2 separate regions of the Ovis aries genome follow, and region 1 is linked to region 2. Evidence: chromatin contacts called from public Hi-C data. All regions are on one chromosome and are shown on one strand. The core of a region is the stretch at or near the end of the contact, and the rest is flanking DNA. Distances in the headings are between cores, read along the strand shown.

Region 1 (3,034 bases), core at 144-2,643, 240 kb after region 2:
CTGTACCAACTGGGACACCTGCTTTCCTCTCAACCTTAAGCCCTGCTGGCCATAGCTAATCACTCCTCATTCCTTCCCCCCAGGATAGAATTGATCTCCAGATTCCTCTGGAGTCCCTCATGATTTAGCTTCTGTGCACCTCTCTCTGACTCCACTCCTTCCCTGACAGTTCAAGAGAGAAAGGCAGTAGCTCCTTGTTTGTTATCTATTTTATGTACTGTAGTGTGTATATGTAAATTCTGAAACCCTTAGTTCATTCTCCCTCACCCCCACCTTTTTCCTTTTGTAACCATAAGTTTGTTTACTAGGCCTGTGAGTCTGTTTCTGTTATGCAAATAAGTACATTTGTATTATTTTCTTTTAGACTCTGCATATAAGTGATATCATCTAATATTTGTCTTTCCCTGTCTGCCTTCACTTAGTTTGATAATCTGATAATCTCCAGGTCCATATATGTTGTTGCCAATGGCGTTATTCATTCATTTTACTGGCTGAGTAATATTCTACTGTATAAAAGGACCTACTATATAGCACAGGGAACGCTGCTCAATGTCCTATAATAACCTAAATGGGAAAAGAATTTGTGAAAGGATAGATACATGTATATGTATAACTGAATCACTTTGTTGTACACCTGAAACTAACACAACATTATAAATCAACATTTATAGTTTATAGTCCAATATAAAATAAAAATTAACAGCAACAAAAGAGAGTAAGGCAGGAACTCTCAACCCTGACTGCCTGAGCTTAAGTCCCACCTAGGGCCACTTTGTCTGACTTGCTTCTATTTTCTACCTAATAATCTTGGAGTACCTGCCTCTCAGGTGGTCACAAGATGAAATGGACCATTACAGTCTTGGAAAAGGGCCTGGCAGGAGTAAGTGAATGACAAATTAAAAATTATCATGAGTGGTCTGAAGTCTACCTATGAGCAAGGTTTAAATTTCTCAGTCACTCAGTCGCGTCTGACTCTTTGAGACCCCACAGACTGTAGCCTGCCAGGCTCCTCTGTCCATGGCATTTTCCAGGCAAGAATAATGGAGTGGGTTGCCATTTCTTTCTCCAGGGGAAACTTCCTGACCCTGGGATCGAATCTGTATCTCTTTCGTTGGCAGGTGGATTCTTTACTACTAAGATATGTGGGAAGTCGAAGGTTTAAATTATTTCCCAAGAAACTCCTAATCTCCCCAACCCGTTTTTCCCCTGAATAAAGCCAGATGCAGTGGGAGCTGGAGATGGGGGTGAGCACCAATGGGAGAGGATGCCAGGTATGTTCCCACTCAGCCCAGACACAGGGTTCTCACTGCTTTTCCTAGGAAGTTACAGCTTTCTTTGAAACCATATGACTAATTTTATGCATCTGTTGGACCAAGAAATACCAAAAAGGACTTATGAGTCATATACTCAGCAGTTTAGACATGTGACGTATTTGTTGAATGCACTGCACAATGAGTGGATACTTGGGAGAAGGCACAAAACTCTTTAAAATAAGGAAAAATGGATTTGCTAAAAGATGCTTACTCCTTGGAAGGAAAGTTATGACCAACCTAGATAGCATATTAAAAAGCAGAGACATTACTTTGCCAACAAAGGTCCATCTACTCAAGGCTATGGTTTTTCCAGTAGTCATGTATGGATGTGAGAGTTGGACTGTGAAGAAAGCTGAGCGCTGAAGAATTTATGGTTTTGAACATGTGGTGTTGGAGAAGGCTCTTGAGAGTCCTGGACTGCAAGGAGTTCCAACCAGTCCATTCTAAAGGAGATCAGTCCTGGGTGTTCTTTGGAAGGAATGATGCCAAAGCTGAAACTCTAGTACTTTGGCCACCTCATGGGAAGAGTTGACTCATTGGAAAAGACTCTGATGCTGGGAGGGATTGGGGGCAGGCAGAGAAGGGGATGACAGAGGATGAGATGGCTGGATGGCATCACCGACTCGATGCACATGAGTCTAGGCCTGGCGTGCTACAATTCATGGGGTCACAAGGAGTCGGACATGACTGAGCGACTGAACTGAACTGAAAAGATATACATACACAGTAGCAGGAGATGAAAAAGTTATAATAAATGAGAAGAAGCAAAGGTCTGCTTCAAAGTTTAGTGACTAACATTAAAAGGGAGAAAACAAATATTCGCTGAGCATTTGCTGAGTGTCAATGACGAACTAGACAAGTTTATAAATGTAGTGTTAACCATCACCACTCTGAGGTCCTTATTGCCAAACCCATTTTTTCCTTTTCACCTTTATTGTTTTTATGAAGGAACAGATTTACCAAAGATTCAGATTGTTAAATTGATTTAAAAGAGGGCATTGGACTGAAGCTATTCTAATACCTTATCAGCCTATACAAGCAAGCTAAAGTCTAAGCCTGAACTCTCAAGGTTAATAAATCAAAACAATGGAATATTAGTCAGCCATAAAAAGAAACAAAATTGGGTCATTTGTAGAGATGTAGATGGACCTAAAGTCCCTCAAATAGAGTGAAATAAGTCATAAAGAGAAAAACAAATATATATTGGCACATGTATGTGGAATCTAAAAAATTGGTACAGATGGACTTATTTCCAGGGGAGGAATGCAGTGGTAGACATCAGACTTGTGTGCACAGTGGAGGAAGGGGAGGGAGAGGCAAACTAGAAAGGAGCAAATGGCTAGGATTGTGTGTTAGCTGCTCAATCATGTCGGCCTCTTTGTGAGTCCATGAACTGTAACCCACCAGGCTCTTCTGTCCATGGAATTCTCCAAGCAAGAATACTGAAGTGGGTAGCCATACTCTTCTTCAAGGGATCTTCCAGACCCAGGGATCGAACCCAGGTCTCTTACATTGCAGGCAGATTCTTTACCATTTGAGCTACCTGGGAAGCCCCATACATACACTATCATGTGTAAAATAGATAGCTAGTGGGAACCTGCTGTACAGTACAAGAAACTCAGCTCAGTGCTCTGTGATGACCTAGATGGGTGGGATGGGGTGGGGGTCCAAGAGAGAGGGAATATATGTAAACATATAGCTGATTCACTTGGTTGTACATC
Region 2 (2,910 bases), core at 399-2,898:
AGGAAAGCTTTAACAGATGGACCTCTTAAAGATACTTCTGCAAGATAAAAGCAATAAGACAGAAAAATGAAAAAAAGGAGGGGGACGGGGGGAGGAGAATAAAAAAAAACTCAGAGAGGCATTGTTTAAAAATTCACATTTTTCTTTTTCTGTGAACACTGAAATCCATGATGATTTCATCTGTGCTGTTCCTTTGAGAGAAAAAGAAGCCAGTCTGTTGACTGGTCCGGGATGCGGATAGGGGGCAGGCTGAACAAACTACCCCATGACAGAGAAAATTATTTACCAGTATATTTTAGAGATTCTTCCCCTGCTAGGACCAGTTATTCAAGTCATAGGAGCTCACTGTTTGTATACAATAATGTGGGAAAGGCCAGCAGAATTCTGCATTTTACCTGTGAAGACAGAGCCAGTGGTGGTGAGCTGTCATCTGTGAGTGTGTGTGCCGGGCAGGAAGGATGGCCGCTAAAGACGGGACAGAGCTCACTTCACTTGACACAAGTGTGTAACCTGCTGCCTGCCTGTGGATCTTTCAATGCCCCGCTGCCTTTTGCAGTTGGAAAAAGTAGAGTGTATTATATGACCCCAAACAAAAGTTCTGTTTGCACTCCCCTCTGATCGCCTGCCAGTGTTGATGGCCCTGAACATTGAAATATGAATGAATGGGGGAAAGGACGGTCTGCAGGATTCCCTCCAGGCTAGAACAGTCAGCTGATCCCAGGGACACAGTGGCCCCTCTTCTTGACCTTCACCACCTGCCTGCCCACCTCTGGGCACCCTGAGCCTCACCTTCCAGGCAGTGGCCAGGCAGGGTGGAGGGGTACTGGGGCAGGCTGTTTCAGTCTGGTCCTCCCTGTTGATGGAGACAGGGCGTTGCTTGGGGCTTTGCTCGTCCCTCCAAAAGAGGAAGAAGGTGAAGCAAGGGGCCTGGGCAGAGAAAGAAATAGAGTGAGGGGGAAATGAAGAAGTAGTAGAACCGAATCAGGAGAATTTCCTTCCGAAGGGAAAGTAGAACTCCAGAGAATGGTGATATTTGAAGAGAGGTGTGTGTGTAAGGGAGCAGAAGGCAGGCAGCCTGTCAGAAAGAGCTGTCCCTCCCCTTCCTAATCACAGCCTTTACTCACAGACAAACTCCCTCCCTCTCCCATTCACTCACTCACTTAGGGCCAATCGCTCTGTCTCTCTGTCTCCCTCTCTCTCTCCCCCTCTCTCTTTCTCTCTCCCTCTCTCCCTCCCTCCCTCTCCCCCTTCTCTCCCTCTCTCTTCTCTCTCCCTGTCTCTCTTTCCCTCCCGTCCTCTCTCTGTCTCTGTCTCCCCCCCCCCCCACCCTGTCTCTCCCTCCCTTCCTCCTTCCCTCCCTCCCTCCCTCTCTCTTACTCGGAGACAGTCAGAACTCTCCTCCCTGACAGCCACAAACCTACAGCACTGACTGCATTCAGAGAGGGAACCTGCAAACAAAACTTCACAGAAAACTTTTTGTTCTTGTTCCAGAGAATTGACTGAAGAGGAGAAAGGAAAAAAAAAAAAAAAAGAAAGAAAGAAAAAAAAAAACCAAAAAGAAAGAAAAAAAAAAAAAACACCCTGTGCGTGAGGGGGGAGGAAAAGCAGAGCCTTTTAAAAGGGCAACACAACAACTTTTGCTGCCAGGATGCCCTTGCTCTGGCTGAGAGGATTTTTGTTGGCGAGTTGCTGGATTATAGTGAGGAGTTCCCCCACCCCGGGATCCGAGGGGCACAGCGCGGCCCCAGACTGCCCGTCCTGTGCGTTGGCCACCCTCCCAAAGGATGTACCCAACTCTCAGCCGGAGATGGTGGAGGCCGTCAAGAAGCACATTTTAAACATGCTGCACTTGAAGAAGAGACCCGATGTCACCCAGCCGGTACCCAAGGCGGCGCTTCTGAACGCGATCAGAAAGCTTCATGTGGGAAAAGTGGGGGAGAACGGGTACGTGGAGATAGAGGACGACATCGGACGGAGGGCAGAAATGAATGAGCTTATGGAGCAGACCTCGGAGATCATCACGTTCGCGGAATCAGGTGGGTGCCTGCCCGGGGATGGGGGTGGGGGGCACACTGCTCTGACAGCCCTCGGCGGCGGAACTTCTTGCCCTCCAGCTGCACCCTGCCTGGGAAGGTCATGAGTTATTAGGAGACGGTAGCGGATGGACCGCGGCGGGGGTAGGGGGGTGGGGAGCAGGGGAGAGGACCTCCCAGAGCTGGGGTGGTGGGGTCCTGGGCTGAGCCCTGGCAGGAGATGGCTAGCTTACACTTGCTCAACTAAGCCGGTCGTCCCGGAGGAAGCTCTCGGCCCAATGTGGAGCAGGAAGGCAGTCTGAGAGAGAGGCTCCCTCGCCCTGCCTGCCCGGGGAACTAGATCAGAGCAGCCAGAGGAAAGTCGGGGCATTTTCTGGTGCTGAGGGGAAGCCCGGAGGCTTCCGTACCCCATCTAAAGTTTTTACTGTGGGTGGGTGGGGTGGGTGGGGTGGGTGAGGGGATGGCGGCAAGCGCAGGAGCGGGATGGCATGGCCCAGATGAAGTCATTGTCTTAAAAACATCCCCTTTTCTTTAAAAGTCCAATCAGGGGCCACATCGAGGAGCAGGGCATATTAGTGACAGTCATTTTTACCTTTAGAAACTCTGCCTCTAAAGACACAAGCATCACATTCTAGGCAGTGAAGAACGACTTTGGGGGGTGGGGTGGGCTAGGGAACAGATGACATTGAACCGTCAGTCACTTTTGGAACACTGACTTTTGCTCTCTGAACTAAAAAAAAAAAAAAAAAAGAGTTTTGTTCTCTGTAAAGTTACTAAGAGCTCTCTGCCAAGGAATGCAACCTTGACAAAGTGCTCTCAGATACTACACTGAACTCCCACTCAATCCTTAAGAGGAAGAACTTTAATAAATAGATTC

Evidence for each region. Hi-C and Micro-C count contacts between places; a contact is called where the count stands out from the background.
Region 1: a contact with region 2 is called in a Hi-C map of blood, with 3 times the contacts expected there. The contact joins the enhancer-like site here to the promoter of INHBA in region 2. A contact is called at or near these places in 5 of 16 Hi-C or Micro-C datasets (blood, liver, skin fibroblasts and 1 more).

The regions. Positions count from the first base shown.
Region 1 is chr4:81,200,233-81,203,266 of ARS-UI_Ramb_v3.0, forward strand. All of the region lies in intron 2 of LOC132659753 (a long non-coding RNA gene), which reads right to left. Among named protein-coding and RNA genes, the nearest start is that of INHBA, 240 kb to the left of the region's middle. Within about 2 kb of position 1,394, at least 1 of the 54 cell types and tissues checked has an H3K27ac peak or open chromatin away from gene starts, as enhancers often do.
Region 2 is chr4:80,960,601-80,963,510 of ARS-UI_Ramb_v3.0, forward strand. INHBA (inhibin subunit beta A) reads left to right here and starts at 1,649. Exons shown (of 2, transcript NM_001009458.1): 1 at 1,649-2,036. The coding sequence starts at 1,649.